Regions from separate parts of the Zea mays genome. Here region 2 is linked to region 1. A link is a contact called in public Hi-C data. All regions are on one chromosome and are shown on one strand. The core of a region is the stretch at or near the end of the contact, and the rest is flanking DNA. Distances in the headings are between cores, read along the strand shown.

Evidence for each region. Hi-C and Micro-C count contacts between places; a contact is called where the count stands out from the background.
Region 2: a contact with region 1 is called in a Hi-C map of bundle sheath, with 2.7 times the contacts expected there. The contact joins the promoter of LOC103651210 here to the promoter of LOC100272531 in region 1. A contact is called at or near these places in 6 of 25 Hi-C or Micro-C datasets (bundle sheath, endosperm, leaf and 1 more).

What each region holds. Positions count from the first base shown.
Region 1 is chr3:203,165,647-203,171,927 of Zm-B73-REFERENCE-NAM-5.0, forward strand. LOC100272531 reads right to left here and starts at 3,875. Exons shown (of 3, transcript NM_001147000.2): 1 at 1,542-3,875; 2 at 398-671. The coding sequence starts at 3,628.
Region 2 is chr3:203,536,436-203,542,716 of Zm-B73-REFERENCE-NAM-5.0, forward strand. It overlaps LOC103651210 (receptor-like protein 51), which reads right to left and starts at 3,662. Exons shown (of 1, transcript XM_008676829.4): 1 at 1,747-3,662. The coding sequence starts at 3,281. The coding sequence ends at 2,037.

The DNA of each region.
Region 1 (6,281 bases), core at 2,625-5,124:
ACTAAGACAAAATTCTAAAACCTGCAAGCATCAGCATGTTGCTTTTTAGAAAGTTGCTTTCACCACAACCAGACAAAAACCCAAAACAGGCCCAAATGAAATGAGATCTTCTATAACTGAGTGGTACTACATTAATACTGAACAAAAATAACGCCAACATATTTGCAACAAGAAAAAGTACTAGACTGGGTCCTTTCACACTTTTGAAGCTAAGTATCATATTAACTGTGAGAACAAAAGGTGCTATCTGAACTTCATGGTCTATAGACTACAGTTCAACTCTACCTTTTAGAATCGTAAAAATATAATATGGAATATTTTTAAGGCATAAATAATGAACTTATAAGTTGGAAACCACATACAAGAACGGGTTTGAATGGCTAAAAGATGAACGAACCTGTGGTTTGACTTCAACGATGAACTGGCCACTCTTGACAGAGACTGGTTCATTTGCTAGTACACTTTCCAGGTGATCAAGCAGCTCCTTTGCCTGTGAGGATCCAAAGCCTGGGTCAGCATCCTGATGGTGCCACACCAAGGCACTTTCTTTTGTCTCAATGTAGGATCCATCAGTTGCTTCTGTATACAAATTCATCACTGGCTTTGCCATTTGCATCCATCCAAAGTCCATGGCCTGAGTGCATGTTTGCCACTCTTCTTCGCTAGACCACCTACCAAAATTTTGAAATCTTATTTCACATAGCCTTTCTAGCTAAGACAATTCAGTAAGAGCCGATTAAACCAATTACTGCAATTAACTAACTAGCAAACAAGATAGCCCATTAACTAACTAGCAAACAAGATAGCCTATGATTGATCTATCACATTCATGTTCTTATATAATCTCTAGGTTAAGGCCCCGTTTGGTTTGAGGGACTAAAGATTAGTCCATCTATTTTAGTCTCATTTAGTCACTAAATTGCCAAACGGTGGGACTAAAATAGGGACTAAACTGTTTTAGTCTCTAGTCCCTCAAGGGGTGACTAAAAGGGACTAAACCATATAAATTCCACTTTTTGCCCCTTCTTTATTTCAGTTGCACTAATGACAGGAGAATGATAATGGGTATCTTAGTCCTCTTATGATTCATTTAATGTGTTTTGAATAGTTTTAGTCCCTAGAACCAAACATAGTAGGGATTAAACTTTAGTCTCCTAACTAAACTTTAGTCCATGAACTAAAGGAACCAAACGGGGCCTAAGTGATGTTAACGCTCCATACAATCCGAAAATGGGAAACATTAAGAACCAACTTAACAGCCTCCATACAATATTTTAGTGCTAAATCACAATTAAGGGTTTTCTTTTCTAATTTCTTCTCAGATGCACTACACCTCTTCCCAGTTCCCAGTTTCACAGAAAATGTAATCAATGCAATTTGAGATGTTGCGCAAATAACCAAACCAACAGTTTCAATGTTTAGTAATAGCAATGAAAAAACAAGACCGCTGTACTGTTTTTTCTAGTTATAGAAAAAAACAGTATCCAGATGCAACTACTTCACCCAAAAAAATACACTTGTGCAGAAATGGAAAACCATACCTCAAGAAGTAACCATGTTCAGCTGCAATCCCCAATTTTGGACATGAGGAGAACCACTTTCCTAACATATCTTTGTCTCTACCACTGACAAGAAAAACGATGTTTCTACTATCTGAGCAAAGGGTATTGATGATGTTCAAAACCTCTGGACTAGGTTCCTTGTTGATTGAAGTTTGAGGAACCAGTGTTCCATCATAATCAAGCAATATAGCCCTGCTCCCTGAAATCTCATAAGCATTAACAATTGAATCCATGTTAAGCTTTCTGAAATGAGCGTCCAAGGCCACCACCCTGAAACCAAAACCCAACCCTATGCCCCAACATGTCCTCTTAAAGTGGTCCCTACAAGCCCTTTCCAAGTCTAGGATGAAGCTCTTTGACCAATAAGCAACATCATGGCTGCTGACATAACGGTAATGTTTCTCATGCCTCAACTGTTTTTCCTGTTCTGGCATTGAAATGGCCTCATTCATCGCCTCTGCTGTTGCCTCTATATTCCATGGATTGACCCTAATAGCACCACTCAGTGACGGCGAGCAGCCAATAAACTCTGACACAACCAGCATGCTCTTCTTTGGCCCACCCACCTCTGATACTGACTCAGATCCTGGTGCACCCTGCCTACAGACAATGTACTCATATGGTGTCAAGTTCATCCCATCCCTCACAGCAGTCACAACCACGCATTCCGCTATCGTATAATAGGCAATCTTCTCGACACTTGACACATCACGATCGATGAAAACAACAGGGCTATACCCTGACTGGCCAAAGTCTCCATTGATCCTCTGGCAGCTCTCCTCAATCTCAGCCTGGATGGCTTCCAGATCCTTACCCCTTCCACGGGCTGGGTTAGCAATCTGCACTAACACTGCTCTCCCCTGCCACTTGGGATGTGTTCTCAACATGTTCTCAAATGCAAGAAGCTTCAAATTGATCCCCTTAAAGATATCCATATCATCCACACCAAGCAAGACAGTTTTGCCCTGAAACTGCTGTTGAAGCTCAGAAAGCCTCCACTCCCTATCAGGCAAGCGCAGACCCGACTCCAACTGACCCATATGAACTCCCACTGGCATGATCTTGATCCCTACAGTGCGGCCAAAGTAATCCAATCCAATGTGCCCACGCTTTGACTGGTATTCAATTCCCAGCATCCTACTGCAGCACGAGAGGAAGTGCCTGGCGTAATCAAAAGTGTGGAACCCAATGAGGTCACAATTGAGCAGCGCCTTCAGTATCTCGTCGCGAACAGGGAGGGTGCGGTAGATCTCGGACGAGGGGAAGGGGCTGTGGAGGAAGAATCCGATGCGGAGGCGGTTGAAGCGGCGGCGGAGAAAGGTAGGCAGCGCCAGGAGATGGTAGTCGTGAACCCAGACGTAGTCATCCTCCGGGTTGATTACCTCCACGACCTTCTCGAAGAAGAACTTGTTGGCGAGCACGTACGCCTCCCAAGCGCTGCGGTCGAAGCGACCGTTGCCGGGTGACGAAGTGGCGACGGAGGAAGAGGTAGCGGCGGCGGACGCGGAAGCGGGCGATGAGAAGGGGAGCATGTAGTGGAACAGAGGCCAGAGCTGGCGCTTGCAGAAGCCGTGGTAGAACCGGTCGTTGAGGTGGTCAGGGAGGAACACCGGCGCGCAGCGGAATCGGTCGAGCAGCGTCTGCGACACCTCGTCCTGCTCGGCTGCGGGGACGTCGGCGCGGAGCGATCCGACGAAGAGCACCTCCATCTCGTCGGGAATGCCGTCGCGGAGCTGGAGTAGGAGCGAGTCGCCGTCCCACGAGAAGGACCACCCTCGGCCGTCGGGCCTGCGGCGCGCGACGATGGGCAACTGATTCGAGACCACTATGAGGCGGTCCACCGCCACCGACGAGGGCACGTCGGAGGCGACGCTGCTGGTCGCGGCCGGCTCCGACTCGTCCTCGCCGTCGAGCTCCGACAGCGTCCCCGGCACCGTCATCACCCGCGACATCCGCCGCAGCCCGAACGACCCATGTCTCTGCCGCCCGCTGCCGCCGGCCGGGCCCAGCGCCGCGAAGTTGCCCTCCGCGAGGTCGAGCAGGTTGGTATACGACCGCGACATCATGGCTGAAACACCGAGCGGAGAGAAAAGCTTCGCCGCGAGATGTGAGCACGCCCTAGCCGGCCCGGCTACCCCTTCGGATCAGCAGGACCGAGATTGTCACCAAACTCTTGGGGGGTGGGGGGAGGGGGGTTGGGTGTTCCTCTTTGATCTGATCTGATGGCGGCGGCTCGAGAGAGAGGGAGGTGGTGTGGCCTGTGGGTTGGCCAATTCGGAATGGGTACGCGACCAGAGAGGGAGGCGAGAGGTCGGGGAGGGGGTGAAGGCAGAGACTCGCCCGTATATTCCACGGGTGTGTTGGGCTCGGGCGCTCGGCGCGTGAGGCCTCTCCTGGACCACTAATCACTGATATATGGACCCTTTGGTTTGTCGGTGTGTTAGGGCTCCTTGGACCGCGCCTAGGCACGAGATGCCTCGTGAAAAGAGGATAAGGTTGCGCTCCCCCCATGCCAGCTGGCGTCATGCGACCCACCTTCATCTGTAGGCATGTAGGGGCCCTTGGACGATACAGATACGAGCATTTTTGGCCGCACCGGTATGATCAATGGCTGTGATCGCTCTGAGGGGCTGATGGTTCCAATGGCATTGGGGCTCGTTCAAGAAGTGTTGGCAAATTTAGTCATGTTTGGGAACGCATTATTTTTATAGTCTCAAGACAATTCTATAATCCCTTTGATGTACTATTTTTTGACGTTCTACCGTCATTTAAGGTTGTGGGGGTGGATATCCTCTTGATCCAAATGAGACTCTCGATCCAAATGAGACGTATTCTCTATATGGGTTGACTGGCTGAATAAACTTAGCGCACAATACAAGCACTCTATTGTAATCTAAACCATCTAGGAGATATAGAAGGAAACGGACTTGTAACCCAAGCCATGCCAGACTATATAAAGCAAGTGAGGGATCTTCCTCCAAGGAATGTGATTTCATACACACACCCCTCCCCCCGGTCTCTCTCATCAAACATACAAACCCTAGCCCTCATTGAGTCATTGTAAGCTCCAGATATCAAAGCAAAATATGATATAGGGTATTACGCATCTCGCGACCCAAACATGTATAATTCGTTGTGTTTTTGTCGTGACATTGACGTCCTACCCAAAAGCACGTGGGTAACCCCATGGTGCGCGGGAGGGTCACAAACATCGACAGCTGACGCGTTAGAGGTTCGATGTCGATCTACGACAGTTCAATGGTCGTCATCTTCAACAACAATTTCAAGTTCGAGATTGGAGCGTATCTGATCTCTAACTCAGATCTGCTCGACCGTGGCATCACTACGGCTCTGTTTGCAATTCGTCGATTTGGTCATCTAGGAGGCGCAAGACTTCAAAACGTGTACAACAGATCATCTATCCTGTTATCCAATTGCTAGTATCTCACGAAGACATCTTAACAGTCGTCTGCGACCTGTTCGTCAGATGGATGATCCTGCTGGAATAATTCACCAAATCCGATCCGACTGTTTTGGAACTAAGCGCACTGATCGCTCGGCATACAGATTGGAAAAGAATTGATTCTATTATCATGGAGTTCAAGTAGCTATCAGATTCGTCGACTGATAAAATCTGTCTACAAGAATTTGTTGCTACCTGACGTCAGCAGGGGGGGCTCAAGTATCAATCATCGACCAAGGCAACAGGAGTGGCTGATACGATCATACACATGCTTGGGCGGAAATCAAGCATGCTACCAGCCAGCGCATGCATGCATTAGTTAATTGAAGGAAGCTCTAATCAGGATGAGAGGAAGGGATCGCGCCAAAGCCTACTCTGGTACTAAACTTATGAAAAATTCTATGTCACCGATCGTCGCCTGTTTTGTCGGTCTGGACTCAATCTTAAATCAGTCCACCTGGTGTTGATCTACGCCGAACATATTCGCTTTGCATACCAAGCTACTCGGATTTTCTCCTGGTCATTGAGAAGACATACCTCATATTGGCGCAAAAAATCTACGATGTGCTGAGTCAGCGTATTGGTGCTATCATTAACTATCTCTAATTAACACCGCCTGTGGTGAAGGGCAATGAGTTGTCAACTACTTGTTGGCGTCGATCTGGGCACTGCCCGACTGGTTGGAGGGAAACGCGTCGGACGGGCTCGACCGCGTGGAGGGGCTGGCTCAAGGTGTGGGGCTGTGGGCTGTTGTGTGCGGTCTGGTTCACTGCTGCTCTGAGCGCTCTCCGTGCTCCGTTCACAAAAATGCTTCAGGATGGAGCTCCATTCCCTCTTTTCCTAATTTTGATATGATGTGTTCTATTTCAGAGAAAGGACACAAGGTGACAAGGGTACAAGGGGAGGGACGTGAGGTGCAGAACTAGAGGCTTCATTTTGCATTTGTTTTGATCTTGTTCGAATGCATGTGAATTGAGTTCTAATTTGCAACTGTACTTGTGTGGTCGCCATGTTTGCAATTTTAAATGCAACTTTAAATTCAAAGCCATGGATTAACCAAAACCATGCAATGGAAATATTTTGTCTCTAAAGAGATGTTGGATTAAACTAATGTAAAATATATCATGGTTGTGTCATAGCATTTGGTAAACTGTAGTATTATAAATTGTTTCCAAACAGGCCCTTTATCTGTTCCTGGGAGCCAATCGTCTTCCCCGCGGCAATGACATAGTGGTGGGGTATGTGAGTTGGGCGTC
Region 2 (6,281 bases), core at 2,412-4,911, 370 kb after region 1:
TATAGTATTATCATACCGTAGTAAAACCACAGTATTGCTTAAAACCGAGATATGTTTGGTTTTATTAGGAAACCAAAGTATTTACAGAGAGAATAAAAAAACTGAGGTTCTGATTGGAGTTTCCAAAACCCCAAAAATACCATACGGTTTTTAGTGAACCATAATATTTAAAACTTGTATTTTACCTGTACCAACTAAACATCTTTTGGCTTCCAATGACACGGTATCATCAAGTATTGTAGTATTGTCTCCAAAAAAATACCAAGCTTTCAAACATGTGCACAGTTACAGCACAGGAAATATATAGTAGGCTGAATGTATCATCATACCCCTGCTGTACATAAAACAAGTATAGGATACGCAAGCTGCAGAACCTGACTGCAGCGTATCTGAAAGCTAGACTCGAGAGCTCCACCAAGCAGCGCCAGACAAGAGTTCACACTTGCCGAAAGTGGCAGTGTGGCACTCGCATCGCAAGCCACAACTCAAAAGCGGCCAATGCCGTCGCAGCTAGGCTCTTGGGTCACTGGGGCGACGAGAGGGACCCGCACTTCCGACGACGCCGCAATGGCAAAAAAAAAAAAAAAAACGTAGCCCCGAAGAGTCCCAGCAAGAAAGACGCACTTTGGACCGAGTGGACTGGAAACTGGAAACTGCCAGACCGATGCGTGGTCCCGCGCTGTCTTTCACCGCTCGCTGCTCTCGACACGCCCACCCTCCACCCCCCACCCCCCGCGACACGCAGCGATCGATCAAATGCCAGGTAGGAGCATAGGTTCTTCAGCCGAGTTCGTGAGGGTGATGCAATCATGCCGCGGTTCCAACGAGCACGCCGAACTGTGTTCCTATTTGCTTGTAGCATGGCGTGCGAGCTCTGCTCGACAGGGTCAGTTAACATCTACTGAGACGGCAGAGCACAAGGGTACAGTACAGTGTTCAGGAGGCAGAGGGCCCAATGTACTATATATAGGTTTAGGTTCAGAGCTCTGACTGACCTCAGTGTAGCTCTAATCTCAGCCAGATGTAATCTAACAAATCCTTGATCGTCGTACATTGAATCACGAGAATAGCATGTTCCATCTGTGTGAGAGAGAGAGAGAGAGTAGGCGATTAGCATGTTCCATCTTCGTACATTGAAAACTGCTTTAGGGAGTAGATTTATGTTGCATTTTGGTTGTTTACTCATGTGTGCCGAAGAATGTCAGACTAAACTTTAGTTAGTTTAACCAAAATTGACCTTCATGTGGTTGGGTTTTAGTTTGCCTATTTTTATTTCATTAGTGGCCAAAGTTAGCTAGCACCATGGCCACCAATCTGGTGCCAAATTTTGCCTTGGCTAATACATGCCGTATTTCGGTGGAAAACTGAACATGCCCAGCAACCTTTCAGAGATGCTCTTACCATCGTTTTTTTAAGGACCAAAAAAAAATCAAAACAACAATCTAACTTATCTAGTTCCACGATCCATGATGTATAAGCTTGATTTAGGTTTAGTCCTTCTAGTTAGCAGGTAAAATAATGTTATTTTTTACTAGGTTAAATCCAAACATGCCCATAGCACAGGGTATATGATTAGTTGCTGGTTGCTACCTGATGGCCAATAGGACTGACTGGATCCCTATTGGAGTGATTGTCGTTGTAGATTCTTTTTCAGGAGAAGCCAACGAAGCTAGTTCGGGATGGCTTCACAGGCTTCTGCTAGGACGATAAACCCTACCAAATAGTTCTCATGAATGTAGGCCGATCTTGTTCTTGTGGATTTTGACATTCCATATGTTGTTTTTAAGAACACATACCCAAAACATTCGTCATAACCTGGTCCAAAAGCTCCTTCTGTATAAAGCTGTTCTTCGCATCTTCAAGGCTGAAACACGAACAAGAGCGAAGAACGGCGCCAAAAAATTACAGGTGAATAAATTAAGCCCTAGCTACCAGTACTCCATACATTTTCCACGTCACTTCCAATCCCAATGGGCAACAGCAGAACTGATTAACGAACTCAGCAAAAAGACATGCAACAGAGGCAGCGCCGGGCCTCAGCGGCACACCTTGCAGATGCAAACGAGCAAGATGATAAGGAACGCCAGGCAGGATAGCCCGATGGCCACCCCGAGCACCGTGGCGCTGGGCCCACCCCTCGTGTCGGCGCCGCCGTCCGCCTCTCCGTCCCCGCCGCCGTCGTCGTAGTCCGCGCTTCGCTCCGACCGCGCCGTGGCCGGGGGCGGCAGCACCGGGAACCCGTACTTGTCGCACGGAGCCACGCTCATGGCGAGCTCAGCGGGCAGCACGGACCGGTTGTAGCACAGCTTGCCGTTCCCGGCGGCCCTGAACACGCGCAGCCTGGACAGGAACTTGGCGGTGAACGGAACCATGCCGTCGAAGTCGTTGTTCTCGAGGTTGAGCTCCCTCAGCCCATGCATCTCGGCCAGGAACGGCGGTATGCTGCCGTTGAGCCGGTTGGAGCCCAAGTCGAGCACCTCCAGCTCCGGCAGCGTAGAGAGCGTGTCGGGGATGCCGCCGGAGAGTCTGTTATTGGACAGGTCCAGGGCGGTGAGCGAGATGAGATCGCCGATGGAGGTGGGGATGGGCCCATCGAGAGCGTTGGAGCTGAGGTTGATGTGGGTGATGCCGGCGAGGAGCGTCAGGGTATCCGGGATGGCGCCGGTGATGCGGTTGCCAGACAGGTCGAGGTGGGTGAGGTTGGGGCAATGCCAGTGGTGCGGGAGGAAGCCAGAGAGGTTGGCGTTGGAGACGGTGAGCCGGGTGAGGTGCTCCATGTGGGAGACGACGACTGCGAGCTCAGTGGGGGAGCCCGTGGCGAGGGGCGTGTCCGCGACGGCGAGCTCCGTGAGATTGGTGAGGTGGGAGAGCCACACGGCGGAGAGGCGGTGGAGCGAGGCGGTGCAGGAGAATGCCCGGAGCCCGGACGCCAGCTGCTCCGGGGGCAGAGCTCGCGGCGGCGCGGCCGGGCAGTCGGAGAACGCCAGCGCCCGGAGTGACGGCGCGAGCGCCTCGAGCGCCGCCGCCGAGACGGAGGTGGTGTCGGAGCAGTTTGTGAGGGCGAGCGACGTGACACGCCGGAAGGGCTCCCCCGCGTCGCAGGAAGCGTTCACGGCGGCCACAACGGCGGCCGCGCCGCAGGGGTCGGCGCGCGGGTGCGCGCCCAGGCCGAGCGCGCGCAGCGCCAGCAGCTGCTGCGGGTCCAGTGGCGCCGCGCCCGCGATGGCCGCGACGACGACGATGGGGAGGAGGTGAGAGAAGAAGAGGGCAGCGGCGTCCATGCCCGTGGACGCAGAGCACTAGAGCAGGCACGCACTCCCCAGTGGCGATTGGCGAAGCGAGAGCCGAGACCGAGAGCGCGCGTGGAAACCGGAGAAACGGAGAAAGCTTTCTTCAAAGCCGCGACCCGCGAGGAAGGCAGGGGCCGGAGAGCTGCTCTCCACCGTCGGATGGGCGCGGATTGACAGATGGGCAGGGCTCGCCGGCTGTGTATTGGGGGACGGGGGACGGCATGGCACGGTTGCTTTCGAGGGCAGTGTGCTTGCGCCGGGGCGCGCAGAGGCCGCCTGTGACTGCAGCAGAGGCAGCGTGCCTGGGTATCCGTGCAGTCCCTGTGTGCCTATCTCATGCTACCACTGCGTCCTATTGACCGCTGTGGAAAGACGGGACCGGTAGTGGTCTGGGCCTGGCCGCTCAAACATGGGGATGGTGCGCGTACCAGCTCTGGCCTCTGTGCCGCGCTCAGGTTTTGGCGCTCCACCGCGACGCCGCGCACTGCGAAGTGCGAACTGGAGCTGAGCGCGCCCGTGACAAATCGCGCTGCGCCTGCGAGTCGGGCTGGGGACCTGCCGCTCTCTCAGGCTGGGCGCTTCTGCGGTCCCCAGCGGCCCAAACCAACTCCATTCTAATAAGCGGCCCAAAAACATTTGGTCTTCTCACAACTCACAATGCTAGGTTGCTAGCGCGATTGAGCTGAAGGAGATTCAAACGCCGAAACGCGTGTGTAGCTGCAAAATAAAGGGTGTTCTGCAACACTCCCTTTGTTTTTTTTATTTAAGGCATGCACTATTGACTTTTTGCTCAACGGGAACGGTATTTATTCAATTCCTTAATAATGTTTTAGAGTAGGTAAGGTGAAAAGAGCATCGCTAGATCTGTCATGAAGTACTTTAAGGTTTCGTTTTGTTCACATATTTATAATGTGATAAATAACTAATAATGTTAGATCATGTTTATTTAGGTCCAACCATAATTAGATATTATACTTGGAACTAATATAAGCCTATTCAAACTAGCACTTGAGTGTGACTCGATATCATTATCATTTACATTACATTTCGTGAACCAAACAACACCTTGTTTGGATCTCATAATTATAAATCAGTTTTTACCATAAATTTTAGATAGAACTGTTCTCTAGGTAGGCATTCTATTATCGTTGATTCATATATATATAGTGTTTGGACCTCAATTACTCTCACAAGTTCTCTTAAAGTATCATAATTGACATGGAGATTTATCTTATTATTTTTATCATATGAACGAAACTATTAACGATCAAGTGCCGTCTGGCTAGATTTGTTTGGAACGTCCTCTTCTTGGTCATAGGAGAAACTCAGTCTAATGACATAAATCACATGTTTGGTAGTTGGCTAGCTCTAGGGCTGGGACAGGGACTGGAGGTCTTTACCTTTGTTAATTAGAAGCGACCACAATGTGTCGTTTATTCGGCTAGGTAGAAATGATGTTGTTCAAGAAAAAGAATTCATTTCCCCTTCGTGGGTTATATTTTCAACGACACCGTAGCTCTCAGAATGGGCTATTCTCTAACGGTCGGATTTGTAAGAGCGGTTTGTGACGGGATCACAACTTTTGGTGCAAACAACCACGGTTTTCTTGTCCCGAAAACATGGATGGTGATGTAGGTAGTCAGGTGTGAATCTAGCGCCACTTGTATCATGGTGCACACCTTAAGAAATATACACATGATATTTTTTTAAACTGATAAACTTCTCTGATTATTAGAAAACATATAAAGGTTCAACAATCAAATATCGCCGGCGAGCACGCTGGGGATACCAGCTGACAGAATAGCCTAAACTAACACATAGTGACATTAAAACGTAAGAAGGACCACCAACCAGACAAGAAAAAATTGCTTCCCTTAAAAAAAACTACTGATCAGCAGTAGCCCTTTGCTTCTATCCCTGTAGTTGACAAGATAGAGAGAGGCCGTAGATCAGATGCATATTCATGCTAGTACCATGAAGCATTCGGTCAACAAGAATTGAATTAGAATAGTCACATTTCGTTTTTTTTTTGGATGTAGTGTAGGACTGTAGGTGGAGCAGCTGATGAATTGTACAGAAGGACCCGTCGTCGATGGAGATTTCTAGGGAAAACACACGACGATCAATCAACAGCAGCCGCAAACCACCACGACGAGCGGAACCCAGGGGTGGAGGTGGAGCCGCTAGTGCCGGCGTGCCGCCACCGTCTAGCAGCTAACTAGGGTTAGGTTGCAGATGCTTGGGTCGTGGACGGTAGAAAATTTAGAGGTAGAGAATGAGAATGACTGCCGTTTTGTTTTACTGAGTGAGGAACAAGACAAGTTGGGTATAAATAAATTTAGCGCGCGAAAACACAGCGGCGGCATGGCTGGCGTGCGCAAGGGAACACAGTGAGGGGTGGCGAAACAGAGGCTGGCGCACACAGGACTTGCGGACACGAACTATCCGATTTCACATCCGTATTAGACCAACGTAAATTCGGATATCAGAATCCACATTCGTTTTCGCTAAACGGATTCGGATACTTTGACTTTGACTTTTATATGAAAAATGAATTCAGATACGGATATTTTTCATGTGCATCTTTTACTGGGTACGGATATCGTATAATATGAATAACCATTTCCATTTTTCATCCCTGGTTGGTACTGTGTTTTTTTATCTCTAGATTTTTACTATATGGTACAACTACTATTCAGCTTCAGTAGTCCTTTTGCCCGTCACAGCGTGGCGCCCGCAAGCCGCAGGGGAATTAATGGATGGCAAAGCAGAGGCTAGCGAGCTACTCAAAAAGCATTTGACGGAAATTGTTACAATGGACCGATCTCAGCTTCCCAGCGAATCTAAAGTATGATGGTCATTTACATACATGGTAGGCAAGGTGTAGGCTTAGGTAGAATTGATAAACCGAGATGAAGGATTTTCGATAGGCTAGTTGTCTATTTTTTGGTAGAATATTTGGAAAAAAGAAATAGAATTTTTTTTAAAAAA